Linked DNA regions of Macaca mulatta: region 2 is linked to region 1. Evidence: chromatin contacts called from public Hi-C data. All regions are on one chromosome and are shown on one strand. Each heading gives the region's core, a stretch centred on a gene start, on an enhancer-like site or on the middle of the called end of the contact. The rest is flanking DNA. Distances are from core to core; before and after follow the strand shown.

Region 1 (7,362 bases), core at 3,453-5,952:
GCCTGTAATCCCAGCACTTTGGGAGGCTGAGGTGGGCAGACCCCGAGGTCAGGAGTTCGAGACCAGCCTGACCAACATGGTGAAACCCTGTCTTTACTAAAAATACAAAAATTAGCCAGGCGTGTTGGTGCATGCCTGTAATCCCAGCTACTCAGGAGGCTGAGGCAGGAGAATCGCTTGAACCTGGCAGGTGGAGGTTGCAGTGAGCAGGGATCGCACCACTACACTCCAGCCTGATGACAGAGCGAGACTCTGGCTTAAATAAATAAATAAATACAACATCTGTCATATACATTTTTTTCTGTTGGTTTAAGAAAATATCTGACAGCTTTACCTACTTCTGCAGGTTCATCCAAGCCCAGATATTACTAGAAGAACATATTGACGTAGGGTATGTGTTATTTTGTTTTCAGTTCTGCTCTAGATCATAACTGTGTAAGAAACACTGTCATAATCAGTTATACTAAAATTCATGAGCCCAAATGTAAGATGAAAAGTCTGCACCGTAGTCTAAGATCACTGCCCTATCTATAATTACGTTCTCATTTTGATTTACAAAAGAGCTTTATGGTAGAAACACCAGAAAACATCTCATACTATTAAAAGGCTTTTTCCCCTTTTTTAAAAAACAAACAGGTCGGGCATGGTGGCTGATACCTGTAATCCCAGCACTTTGGGAAATAGAGGCAGGAGAATCATTTGAGACCAGGAATTTAAGACTTGCCTGGCCAACATAGTGAGACCCCATCTCTACAAAATAAATTTTTTTAAAAAATTAGCAGGGTACAATGGTGAGAGTCAGGAGGCTGAGGTGGGAGTTTTGCCTGAGCCCAGGAGTTCAAGGCTGCTGTGATTGCGCCACTGCGCTTCAGTCTGGCCAACAGAGCAAAACTCTGCCTCTAAAAAACAGACAAATATATAAAACATCTTGCCTTCAGTCCATTCTCTACATAGCAGGAAGGATTAAAAATGAACATCAGATCATGTTCCTCTTCTGCTTCAGCCCTCTAAAGGCTTCCATCTCACTCCAGGTAAACTCCAAAGTCTTTATTATTTTTGTTTTATTTCAAGACAGAGTCTCACTCTGCCACCCAGGCTGGAGTGCAGTGGCACAATCTCAGCTCACTGCAACCTCCACCTCCCGGGTTCAAGTGATTCTCCTGCCTCAGCCTCCAGAGTAGCTGGGATTATAGGCATGTGCCACCACACCTGGCTAATTTTTGTATTTTTAGTAGAGACTGGATTTCACCACGTTGGCCAGGCTCGTCTCGAACTCCTGACCTCAGGTGATCCGCCCACCTTGGCCTCCCAAAGTGCTAGGATTACAGACCTGAGCCACTGCGCCTGGTCTAAACTCCAAAGTCTTTACAATCACCACCAAGGCCCTACCCAATCTGACCCACCACCCCTCCCTTGCTCCCATATCTCCATCCACACAGGACTTTTTGCCTTTCCTGGAGCACCCCAGCCACACTCCCAACTCCAGGCCTTTGCACATGCTGTTCCCTCATGCTGTTCTCTCTGCCTTAACAGTTCTACCCCTGGATATCCACCTGGCTCACTCCTTTGCTGTTTTCACACTCCTTTGATGTCACTGTCTCGAGGACACTTTCCCTGACCACCTTTAACTGACTTCTATTCCCCTCCATGGCACATTTTCCTTCTCTGTTAATCCTCATCTTCTGAAATACGCATCTGATTACACCACTCCCCAGTTTCATGCCCTTTCCTTGGCCTCAGAATAAAGTCCACACTCCTTATTGAGGTGTGTGAGGCCCTGCCTGACGTGGTTTGGCCTGGCCAGGCCATCTTGCTGCTCTCTCCCCAACAGCTACCCTACAGGCTCACCAGGTAATCTTCCTTCTCTATGTTGCCAAACCACTGCATTCTTCTGGATGTTTTTAAACCCAGTTGTCTTTGCCTGGTATTCACCATCTAGTCTTTGAAATATTTGATTCAAATGTCCCTTCCTCCAGGGAATCTTCCTTGACATATCTACAAGGAGATGATGATGATGATGATAATGATGATGATAATAATAGCAGCTAAGGCTGGGCATGGTGACTCACGCCTGTAATCCCAGCACTTTGGGAGGCAGAAGTAGGCAGACCACCTGAGGTCAGGAGTTTGAGACCAGCCCGGCCAACATGGTGAAACCACGTCTCTTCTAAAAATACAAAAATTAGTTGAGATGGTGGTGCATGCCTGTCATCTCAGCTACTTGGGAGGCTGAGACATGAGAACTGCTTGAACCCGAGAGGTAGAGGTTGCTGGGAGCCGAGATTGCGCCACTGCACTCCAGCCTGGGTGACAAAGTGAGACTCTATCTCAAAATATATAAATAAATAAAAGAATAATAATAATAGCAGCTAATGTGTGCTGTGTTCTATGAGCCAGGTTCTGTGCTAAACAGTTTACCTGCACTTTCTCTTTTAATCCTCACCACATCCCCAGGAGGCAGGTATTCATTATAATAATTATAATCATTACAGGTGGGAAAACCAAGGCCCTCTCAGCTATTAAGTTGTAGAATCAGATTCAGGCCTAGTCAACTCCAAAGTCCGAGCTCTTGACCGTACTTTGTCCTCCAGGTTCTCATGGGGTCTATTCAGCTTTATGATTCCAACTATTCCATCTGTTGACTACTAGTCAAACAAGATCTGTTGACCACGGTATGCCAGGGATTTCAAAGAACACAGCTTCATTCCTGCCCTATAGGAGTTCATGGTCCCATGGAGAATTCAGGGCCCTGAAATGTCCCATGGGCCATGATGGAAATCCATACAGGTTGTAGAACGGCATCAGGGAGGGAGGACCCAGTTCTACGGATGGCTCTCCCCAGCCTGGGATGCCTACCCATGACCTTTTAGACCCAAAAGTGGGTGCCTGCTTCTACCTTATCCTGTGTCCTCTAGCTGGGACTGTATCACTACGAGGCTAGTGCTATTACTACTCCCAGCTTCTGGACTTCCTAACAGGTGACCAACAGGAGACCAGGCTGTTTTCAAGGTATCCTATCGGCAGGACAGTCCCCATATTCGAGCTAGGTCACAGGAGAAAAACAGCAGCTAGAGTAACTTTCCTCTGTGAAGCCTTCAAAGGATGCCAGGCACTAGTTTGGCTCTTTACACGCAAAACCTCAGTGATCCTTGGGACAGACCACCCTATGGGGTGGTGTCATTCATTCTGCTTCCATGGAAAGGGCACTAGACTTAGAGACAGATGCTAACTAACTTGCCTGAGGCTACACAGGAGCCAGTATTTGAACGTAGATCTGGCTGTACTTACTCCTAAATCATCGCACCACAGTCAGTGTTGTGTATATTAAATATTTATCAGATGAAAGTACAAGAAGGTCTGGGCTTGACAGTGAAAGGGGAACAGAAGACCCCACCCTCCCTCCACACACAGGTACACTGCTCCTCATCAGCCACAGAGAACGCTGCTGTGGGCACTGTGGCCTGGGGCATCCCTGGCTGGCCTGGTGACCAAGTGGATGGACAGCCTATCCCAGGTGCCTACCCCAGAGGCCAGACCTAGCCAGGCTTGCTTCAGCCCATCTTCTGTCTTCTGTGTGCCTCACCTCTGCCGTCCTTCTTAAGCAATTCCCTGAATTGCTCAGAGCCTCAGTTTCCCCATCGGAAAAGTGACAATAATATCTACCTCCTAGGATGGCTGGACTGTGAGGCTTCTAGAATAATGTGGCGCCTGGCACAAAGAAGTTGCTCAATAAATATTGACTTTTATGATGATTGGATTACGCCCAGGGACCTTACCAACTCTTCAAACTGTGAGTCCAAGACTAGGAAAATATCTGGGGGCAATTTCTGGACCTTCTCCTCCCTGCTTTGGTTGGAGTGGTGGGCGGTGAGGTTTGGTGGTTGGGTCCTACGGCAAGGAATTTTGTACCGACACCTTACTTAACAGTAGAGGTGGGGGAAAAAAGGTGTCTTGTTAGGAAGCAGGGCACAGGCGAAACCAGAGCTCTGTCCCACCGGAGGCCTGGCAGGAATGGGAAGGGACATCAATCGGTCCCACCTTCCCTACTGCCTACACTTTAGGGTCGAGTGTGGTTTTCACACAGGGATCAGTGCTTTCTTTAGGAAACATTAAAAAGCACTTTATTAAAAAAGAAGATGCAGTATAAAACTGTCGCTGTCTTTTTTCCTGTTCTCCTGAAGCTGGAAGCATTAGGAAACTGGATTAGTTTCCTGCGGGAGAGGAATTTCAAAGACCCGGTTCTGTTCCGTCCTGGGAAGAAGCTAACTGGGGGCGCGTAGGCAGGGCAGATTCTCACCTGGCTCGGGTGGCTGCGGACCCCTTGCCTGTCCCAGGAGCTCCGGGTCCGAGGGTGGGCGCGGCCCGGCCCGGGGAGCCCTCTTCCCCCGCCCTCCCGCGGCCCCGCGCCCTTACCTGGAGCGGCCTGCAGTAGGCACAGGAGCAGGGGGCCCCAGCGCTCAGGCCCCGCCATGGCCTCCCCGCCGCGGCGTCCCCGCCCGGGCCCAGGTCCCCGCCTCCGGCCTCCCTCCTTCTACCCCACCGCGGGCAGGTGACGCAGTCGGCAGCCAATGGCCCGCAGAGCCGCGGGCCCGTCCCTGCCGCCCGGGATTCACTGGGCGGGTCCCCGGGGACAGCCCCGCCGTGGGGAGGGAGCGCGCCGGCCCCCGCGCTCGAAACCCGCCCGTACCTCCGCTTCATCTGCGCTTAGTTTTGTTTTACTCAATTTCCGGGGAAAAAATATCAGTAAATCCGTGCACGTGGGAAGGGCAGGGGAGGGGAGGAAACCGGCTGATGATCAATAACCCACGGTCAATCCAGTGCTCCAGGATGTGCCATTTGGGCAGGACTAGGGAGAGTTCAAGGCCGGTTTGGCTACGCGGCCTCAGATGCCATTGGTGGGATCCGAGCACGTTTCCGAGCGCGTTTAGCGTTACACACGCGATTACCTTGAATGCCCCCTGGGATCCCTGGGGGTGCGTGCTGCCGTCCTCCACGTACTTCTCTCCCGGAGAGCGGCAGGCCCCAGAGCTTCAGGTGCTTGTTCTGGGGAAAGCTGTCTTCTGACCCCGAAGCCTGTGGTGTTCAACTGGACAGTAGCTAGTAGCTTCCCCGTAAGGCACACGCCACGACGCGCAATATTCTGCGGCCCTTTAGGAGGACGTTGCCGAATGGTGTGTATCGACACCGAGGTGTTTGCAACACACTGAGAAAAAGAAAAGCGAGTGCTAAAATATATGCCCATTACAAAAGTGTGTGTGTAGCCGGGCGCGGTGACTCACGCCTGTAATCCCAGCACTTTGGGAGGTTGAAGCGGGTGGATCGCCTGAGATCAGGAGTTTGAGACCAGCCTGGCCAACATGGTGAAACCCCATCTCTACTAAAAATACAAAAAATCAGCCGGGCGTGGTGGCGCATGCCTGTAATCCCAGCTATCAGGGAGGCTGAGGCAGGAGAATCGCTTGAACCCAGGAGGCTGAGGTTGCAGTGAGCCTAGATCGCCCCACTGCACTCCAGCCTGGGCCACAGAGTGAAACTCAGTCTCAAAAAAACAAAACAAAACAAAACAACTATGTGTGTGCGTGTGTCTGTCTATCTGTATGCGTAGAAACGGATTTGGAATAGTAACCACCAAAATATTAATGGTTGTTGTCTTTGGGTGATGAGGATTTTTTCAACTTTCTTCTTTTCTGATCATATTTCGTTTCCAATTTTTTGATAATTATTTGAAACTGGGATCAGCTTTGATCCCATCATTTTTGGAAGAGAAAATGATTTTCACAGAGCTTGGTGGATCCAAAAGTTTCTCTGAGTTTGACCACGGGGAAAATTTCTTTTGGAAATTTCAGGATGCTTCTGGGACTAGAATCTAAGGCTTCTGCTTAATCAGGACCACTTTTTTTTTTTTTTTTTTTTTTTTTGAGATGGAAGCTCTGTCACCCAGGCTGGAATGCAATGGTGTGATCTCCGCTCACTGCAACCCTGCCTCCTAGGTTCAAGCTATTTTCCCACTTCAGCCTCCCAAGTAGCTGGGATTACAGGCACCTGCCATCATGCCCAGCTAATTTTTGTATTTTTGTAGAGACGGGGCTTCACCATGTTGGGCAGGCTGGTTTTGAACTCCTGACTTCAGGTGATTTGCCGGCCTCGGCCTACCAAAGTGCTGGGATTACAGGCATGAGCCACTGGGCCTGGCCTTAATTAGGACCTCTTAACAAAGCCCTGCTTACAGAAGACGCGATCCCACCTCAAAGGTGCAGGGTGGAGGAGGATGGAAGAGTAGCAGGCACGGTCAGTGTCGGTATCTTGGGGTCTCTGAAATGTTGACTGTTGACTTTCTTTTCTCCTTCATTCTTCCGTCCCTCCTTCCCTCCCTCCCTCCCTTCTTTCCTTCCTTTCCTTCTTTCTTCTCTCTTTCTCTCTCTCTCTTGCTTTTTTTTTTTTACTTTCTTACTTTCTTGCTTTTTTTTTTTTCTTTTTGACAGAGACTCTGTCACCCAGGCTGGAGCGCAGTAGCGCGATCATGGCTCACTGCAACCTCTACCTATTGGTTCAAGTGATTCTCATGCGTGTGAGCCACCACGCCCAGCCAATTTTTGTATTTTTAGTAGAGACGGGATTTCACCATGTTGGCCAGGCTAATCTCGAACTCCTGGCCTCAAGTGATCTGCCCACCTCGGCCTTCCAAAGTGCTGGGATTATAGGCATGAACCACCGCACCCGGCCCTGAAATGTTGACTTTCATCTCCACCCAGCAACTGCAACTCTTTCAGACCCAGAATCCCACTGCACTTGGAGCGGTTCAGCAGCGGAGGCAGAAATATCTTCATTTGCCAGCTGCTCCACCCATGGGCTCCTGTGCCATGCGTCTGAAACTGGCACCTGCTCTTTTTTGACAATTTGTTTGTCACATGTTTGTTCTCTCGTTCCTCTTCCCCCACCTCCCCCACCGCCCATAGTTTCGAGTTAGGAAATTGTGTGTTCAGATGCCTTGATCCTTCAAGAGACATTTTGTGACTACGCGCTTGGCCAAGTTGGATCTTTCAAAACCTTAAAAAAATATGTCATCTATAGATGCTGATCAGAAAATCTCAGCCAGTTGCCATGACCTTGCCTCTACTTAGGTCCTCAATATATTGCTTCAATTTCTTTCAGGTATCTCAAATACTGACAATTCATCCATTCTGGAATAAAATGAGTATATCTCTATTGATATCTCTTTATCCCAAACATCCGGTTGCATGAATCTTTATTGAGTCTTTGTTATATAGTGGCACTGCAGTTTACATATAGTATTTAATCTTCACAACAACCCTATGTGGATATTATTATTAACATCCCCTTTTAACAGATGAAACTGGGAGA
Region 2 (7,362 bases), core at 1,616-4,115, 37 kb before region 1:
CTGGCCAGGGCTTTAAGACTGTAGGGAACATCCCCAAGCTATAGAAAAACCACATTTTACAATGAAATACTCAGGAATGTGACCTGCTCCTGTCCCTTCTCTCAACACCCAAGAATTCCAGAAGCAACAACATCAAAAGGCAGTGGGCTGTTTCCGGGAAGTCTTCGGGGAGTGTGGGGTGCTGTCTCTGTGGTTGATTCTGCAGGGGCAGGTCCTAGAGGGGTTCCTGATCATTCCTGAAGAGCAGGAGCAAAGAATGAAGCCTGAGAGCCCATCTGACTCCAATGCCTGGGCTGTGTCAATCAGGGACCCTGACTACATGGCCCAGGTCCAGAGCCTGGGTCTGGTCCCAACCTTGCACCTGACTTCAGGTGACTATGAATAGCTCTTGTCCCCTCTTGAGGCCTCAGCTTCCCTGTCTGTAAAGGAGGCTTGGTCTAGAACGCTCCTAAGGGCCTCTGCAGCTTGCACGGCCTCTGCTTCGATGTCACTTTGGGGATGGAAACCTCCCCTGACATTGCAGAATTCCCTTCATGACTAATGTCATTCACACAAACATAAAGTCATTGTAGAATTTCCTGACTCTACTTATAATTTCAGCTCTCTTGGGAGTTTGAAGTTCCAGAAGCTTATTACGTGCCTATAAGGCATGTACAAGGCCATGCTTCTTCATAAAAACATTAAGAACATCATGCATCTCCAGCCAGGATGGGGGAGCACTTTCATAGGCCCCCATGGGAGCCAAGGGAAGTGAATGGAACATGGGCTTTGAGTAGATAGACCCGGTCTGAATTCTAGCTCTGCCACTTCCCTGCTGTGTGAGGGTCCCTTAGCCTCTTGCCCTCAGCTTCCTCATCTAGAAATGGAAGTAAGTCTCTACTCCTCAGTGCTGCTGGGTTGCTGTCTCTGGACAGTTTCTGAGAAGGAGGTCTCATGCAGCAAGCATCCTCTGTTACAAAATGAGGAACCCAAGGACCAGGTCGGTCCCTTAAAAATCTTTGCAGGCCAGGCACAGTGGTTCATGCCTGTAATCTCAGCACTTTGGGAGGCAGAGGTGGGAGGATTACAAGGTCAAGAGATGGAGACTATCCTAGCCAACATGGTGAAAACCCGTCTCTACTAATAATGCAAAAATTAGCTGGGCGTGGTGGCACACACCTGTAGTCCCAGCTACTTCGGAGACCGAGGCAGGAGAATCACTTGAACCCGGGAGACGGAGGTTGCAGTGAGCCAAGACTGCATGCCACTGTACTCCAGCCTGGCGACAGAGGGAGACTGTGCCAAAAAAAAAGAAAAAAAAAAAAGGAAGAAAGAAAGAAAGAAAGAAGGAAAAAAAGAAAAAAAACTTTTGCAGAAACCTAGACTGCTGGTGTGCAGGTGTGGCAATGGAGGGAGGTGGGCATGAGGGGAATGATAACATTCCCTTAGAAGTTTGAGGCTGGGTGTAGTGGCTCACGCCTGTAATCCCAGCACTTTGGGAGGCCAAGATGGGCGGATCACCTGAGGTCAGGAGTTCGAGACCAGTCTGGCCAACATGGCAAAAACCCATCATACTAAAAATACAAAAATTAGCCGGGCGTGGTGGCAGGCACCTGTAATCCCAGCTACTCAGGCAGCTGAAGCAGGAGAATCATTTGAACCAGGAGGCAGAGGTTGCAGAGAGCCAAGATTGCACCACTGCACTCCAGCCTGGATGACAGAGCAAGACTCCAACTCGGGGAATAAAAAGAAGTTTGAGTTGGCTATCATTTCTGAGGCCCAATTCCAGGGCTGGAGAAAGTAACGGCATTGCATCCTGCAGGTTGCCTCTTAGAAGAAGGGGCCTAGAGCTCAGAGATGGGTGTGTGGAGGCTCCAGGCTCCTACTGGACTCTGGCTTCCCAGATGGTCCGCTGAGCACCTGGAGAAACAGACTCAGAATGGGGCGGGATATGTCTCACCCTGGAGTCACCACTCTCCTAGAGAGGGGCCTCCCGCCACATGCTGATGGTTTTGTCCACCAGGGCAGGGCACTCCTCGCGACCTTCTCCTCTTCATCCACTTAAAGAAGCAGTTAGGGGGAAATAAAAAGACTCAGCCTATATAAAGCCATCACACCTCCGTGTCACGTAGCGTCACACGCCAAGGGTGGGGCTCCCGGGGCTGGAACCGGTTCTGGTGTCAATCAGTATCTCTTGAGGAACTGACTCGTGGAGCTGACTCACGCATTTAGATATAGCTTCTAGTCTGTTTTTCTAGAAAAAAAAAAACAAAAGCCCAACCCTCATTACTTCAGCTCCGCTTTAGGCACACAGGAATGAGCTCAGCAGCCGTTGATCAAACCCTAAATAACATGGGAAACAATCAATTACAGAATAATGAATTCCAGCCCAAGTGTTAAGGTCCTGTTCTGTCTCCCACGTACTCCCTCCAACATCGCTATGCTCGCTGAGCAGCACCAGTGCCCTCTCACAGCAGATGCTGGGTGAGGGAGGACGGGCACCCACGGGCAACAGGAATTTGGGATCAGGATGGTATCATCGCATGCGAGAGCTCCTGAAACCTTATACGTAAGTCAGCCACAGCCGTCCACTTACTGACTCCAATTCATATGCCAATTCACTCTCTTATTCTTATTCTTTCATTCACCTACTCAATCCCAAGCTTCCACTCTGTGCCAGGTGCTGGTGCCAAGAGGAAAAGTAACCCCTTTCCTAAAGGAAGTTTTCAGGACGTCTATTACCCCAGCCCTCCCCTCTCCAGGCTCCCTGAGCCCGGTTCAGGTAAGACCGCGCCCTGACATACCACTAATGTCCAGGAGGTGGCAGCAGACAGGCCCGGAGAAGCTCAAGGGTGGCGACCGTGCTGGGTCGAGGGGAGAGAGGAGGAGGAGGAGGAGGAGGAGGAGGAGGCGGAGAAGGAGGAGGAGGCGGAGAAGGAGGCGGAGGCGGAGGCGCAGGCGGAGGGGGAGGAGGAGGGCGGGTCACCTGGAGAGGACGTCCTTTCCTGTTTCCTGGAAAGGACCAGATACCCGAAGCTGGCCAAAGCGGGCGTGGTGGCAGGTGCCTGTGATCCCAGCTACTTGGGAGGCTGAGGCAGGAGAATCGTTTGAACCCGGGAGGTGGATTCACTGTCTCCTTGTCTTTGTGAATTAGCAAGGACATTTGGTTACACGTAATAGAAAGCCCTGGCTTAAATACTGGGGCAGGAGAGGAAATATAATTTCAAAACCTCAAGTGTTCATAGTAGGGACAGATCCCCCTGTAACAAAAGACAGATTAACAAGAGGAAAACAAGTCTGTAATATGTGCGGCACACATCACGAGGGAGTAACCTCAAACAAAGGTGATGGTGCAGTGGCTTGTGACTCTGGCTTAGAGAGCATCTTCAGTAAAGAACAATAAATTTCATCCTGACAAAACAGCGCCGGGAATAACGCTCAAAATCCCGAGGAAATTGAACACTCGAACAAAGGATTCTTAGCAAAGTAATTTTACTTCTGCGCAGAGGGGTGCCTCCTTGGCCAGTCACCACGAGAGCACACCTGAACAAAGGGCACGAGAGCCTTTATTTCTGACGCAAGTCCTGTACTCTTTCCCCATTGGTCGGGGTCGGGTTGTACAATCTAAACGAATCCCGGTTGGCTAAACATTTGAACTTTTTTACATAAGGTGGGCACGTAAAAGAAAGTGGAGAGGAAGGGGAAGGGGTGCCTGTAATGAGCTAGAAAGTTAGTCTTCTTTCCAAATAAGGAAAGGAATGTGAGCTGGTACTGACAACGCCTGGTGCTGTGGTGTGCCTGGGCATCGAACAAAGGCAAAAAAGAAAAAAAGGAGAAAAAGGAAAGTGGAGTGGGGGTACTATGAATTAAAGAATAAAAGATGGATCAGATTATTTGAAGAGAAACCTCAACATATCCCACAAGGGGAACCGGGGGGGAAAAAAAAAACACAATACATTTTAGAGAAGTGGCAAGACAAATGAAAGTAGATTTAGGCTCCTGGAACCTCTGAGAAGGTAAGTGAATGGGAGTAAACTGATGGCATAAGGTTTGTAAAAGTTGTCTCCAGTAAAGAATTTTATAACCTGGCTTTAGGTGGAAAGAGGGGAGCTCTTCCACTATTTGCTGCTTCTTAACTACCTTAGCTAAAAAATATTCAAAAATACCGTGTCAAAGAGGCATATTTGGGGGTAACATATTCTGGTTTCTTTCATGGACTTGTACATAGGATGCGGGGGGCCAGGCGTGGTGGCGCATGTTTGTAATCCCAGCACTTTGGGAGGGGAGTGACCAGCCTGGCCAACATGGCGAAACCCCGTCTCTACTAAAAATACAAAAACTAGCTGGGCACAGTGGCTCACTCCTGTAATCCTAGCACTTTCAGAGGCCGAGGTAGGCAGATCACTTGAGACCAGGAGTTCAGGACCAGCCTGGGCAACATGGCAAAACCCTGTCTCTACTAAAAAAAAAAAAAAAAAAACATATATATATATACATACACCAACATGGCAAAACTCCGTCTCTACTAAAAATACAAAAATTAGCTGGGCATGGTGGCGAGCGCCTATAATCCCAGCTACTTGGGAGGCTGAGGCAGGAGAATTGCTTGAACCTGGGAGGAGGAGGTTGCAGTGAGCCAACAGAGTGAGACTCCATCTCAAACAAAACAAAACAAAAAACAACAACAAAAAAACACAACAAAACAAAACAAAACACCCAAAATTGGCAGAACGTGGTGGTGCACACCGGTAATCCCAGCTTCTTGGGTGGCTGAGGCACAAGAATCACTTGAACCTGGTGGGTGGAGGTTGCAGTGAGCTGAGATGCTGAGATCATGTACTCTAACCTGGGTAAGAGAGAGAGACCCTGTCTCGAAAAAAAGATTTTTAAAGGTGGGATGAAGCCGAGGCTGGGGGTGCAGCTGCACCTGGGGAAGGGACCAGAAGCAGGGGTTACTGTTTCTTGTCTTGGCAGCCCACATGGTAGTGGCTGCTTTCTTGTCTTGTCTGCAGACTGTTCCTTAGACTGGGAAATGCAGCCGTGGCAGGTTGGAAGGTACCTGCTCCAGGCCCAGCCAGCCAGGGAGACTATTGAATTCCAGGGAGACGGACTTGTAGGATCAGCTAGGCTTGGGTCTAGCACATACCCTGGCACCAATAAGTGGTGACAACTGTGGGCACAGTGCTAGACAGTCACCAGGTGGTCTTATGAGAGTCGCTGGAAACTGGGAGACCCTCGCTAATGGAGAGCCGCTGGAATGAGTTTGGGAGTGCAAGGTTAGTCACACAGGTGCTGTTCCATATCCTTTCATGGACCATAGTTGCAGTTGGGTGAGCCGTCAGCTCCAGCCTCACTGCAACAAGGGATACTGGCTGGGGACCCTGCCCTCAGCCCCATGGCACTCCCCTCTCTTGTGCACTCAGCTTGGTGGATTCCAAATGCAAGTACCTGCAACTCTGCCTCAGGGAACGGCCTCCACACTGGACTGATGGGAGGGAGTAGCTAGATTCCCTGGCTCCTGTCCCTGGCAGGAGGACCAAATCTGAAGTGCATCCCACATTGACTTCCAGAGCTTTCCAGGGGCATTGAGGTTCAGCTGCCCACAGCAGGGACCTGTTGATGACACACTTTGCCTGGCCGCCCTCCCTCCCCCACCACCCCATCTTGCCTCCACACTCCCCTCCTGGCGTTACCTGGATCACTGCACTGCTTTCTACCTTTCTACCTTTTCTCTGGGTTTGCTTCTGGGGACCCAACTCAAGACCTTGTAGTGTTTTTTGTTTTTTTGTTTTTTATTTTTTGAGATGGAGTCTCGCTCTGTCACCCAGGCTGGAGTGCAGTGGTGTGATCTTGGCTCACTGCAAGCTCCGCCTCCCGGGTTCACGCCATTCTCCTGCCTCAGCCTCCTGAGTAGCTGGGACTACAGGCGCCGACCACCAGGCTCGGCTAATTGTTTGCATTTTTAGTAGAGATGGGGTTTCACCGTGTTAACCAGGACAGTCGTGATCTCCTGACCTTGTGATCCGCCTGCCTCGGCCTCCCAAAGTGCTGGCATTACAGGTATGAGCCACCCTGCTTGGCCGGCCCTTGTAGTCTTAACAGCTAGGTTTCCCAGAGGAGAGGTGAGGAGCCTTTGAAAAGTAAGAGAATAGGCCAGGCACAGTCACTCACACCAGTAATCCCAACCAACACTTTGGGAGGCCAAGGAGGGAAGGATTGCTTGAGCCCAGGAGTTTGAGACCAGCCTGGGCAACACAGGGAGATTCCATCTCTACAAAAACAAAAAAATCAATCAGGCCTGGTGGTGCATGCATACGCGACAGAGTGAGATCCTGTCTCACAAAAGGATAAGAGCATACACTTTTCCATTCAATTGTACGTTTTTTCCTTAAAAATAGAGCTCTTTATTTAAACAGTTTAGGGTATACCAACAAGCAGTTGGGTATCATTTAAATATGACATAAACATAGCAAAAATAGAAATAAATACCAATACGTAAGAACAACATATACTGTTAGTACTCTAAAGTGATACATGTTGCTTCACCTAAGGCACGAACACTTTTCACAGGATGTGCTTCCAGTGCAGGCCCAGCCCACACCACACAGTTCCCACCCGCTGTGCATGTGAAAGGGCTTTGTAAACAGTTAAGTGCTGACCACACAAGGCAAATTATCATACTGATTATCATGCACTTTCCTAAGCTTCTCCTGGCTTTTTGTCAATGACTTAATGACGATAAAGGAGATGGAGTTTAGAGTTACTAGAAAACTCCAGCTATGTCAGAAATTAAACTCTGGAAAAATTCTTTAAAAAAAAATAGTAAGGTTTGGCTGGGCGCGGTGGCTCATGCCTGTAATCCCAGCACTTTGGGAGGCCAAAGCAGGCGGTTCACCTGAGGTCAGGAGTTTGAGACCAGCCTGGCCAGCATGATGAAACCCCGTCTCTACTAAAAATACAAAAAAATTAGCCAGGTGTGGTGGTGGGCACCTGTAATCCCAGCTACTTGGGAGGCTGAGGCAGGAGAATCACTTGAACCCGGGAGGTAGAGGATGCAGTGAGCCGAGATCTCACCACTGCACTCCAGCCGAGGCAACAAGAACAAAACTCCGACTCAAAAAAACAAAACAAAAATAGTAAGGTTTAAGAATAGAAACGGAGTGGTTATTTCATACAAGCCTAAGATGATGCTGATGATAGCTTTTACTTTTTTGAAATTACCTCCACGAAGCAGCTCGGCTGGTTCCAGAGAGAACATTGGTCCAGGTCTGGGAATTTCCCTGGGAGCTGGCCCCGAGCCACAGCCCTCCCCAGCTCTGTGGTTTGTTTGTTCTTCCTCTTCTGAGCTCAATCTTGTGGACAAGCCTCACTGCAGGGAAAATC

What was found. Hi-C and Micro-C count contacts between places; a contact is called where the count stands out from the background.
Region 2: a contact with region 1 is called in a Hi-C map of liver, with 3 times the contacts expected there. The contact joins the promoter of IL22RA1 here to the promoter of IFNLR1 in region 1. A contact is called at or near these places in 2 of 14 Hi-C or Micro-C datasets (blood and liver).

What each region holds. Positions count from the first base shown.
Region 1 is chr1:216,773,462-216,780,823 of T2T-MMU8v2.0, reverse strand. It overlaps IFNLR1 (interferon lambda receptor 1), which reads right to left and starts at 4,702. Exons shown (of 7, transcript XM_015131243.3): 1 at 4,414-4,702. The coding sequence starts at 4,471.
Region 2 is chr1:216,808,444-216,815,805 of T2T-MMU8v2.0, reverse strand. IL22RA1 (interleukin 22 receptor subunit alpha 1) reads right to left here and starts at 2,865. Exons shown (of 9, transcript XM_077969891.1): 1 at 2,784-2,865. IFNLR1 (interferon lambda receptor 1) reads right to left here. Exons shown (of 7, transcript XM_015131243.3): 7 at 6,360-7,362.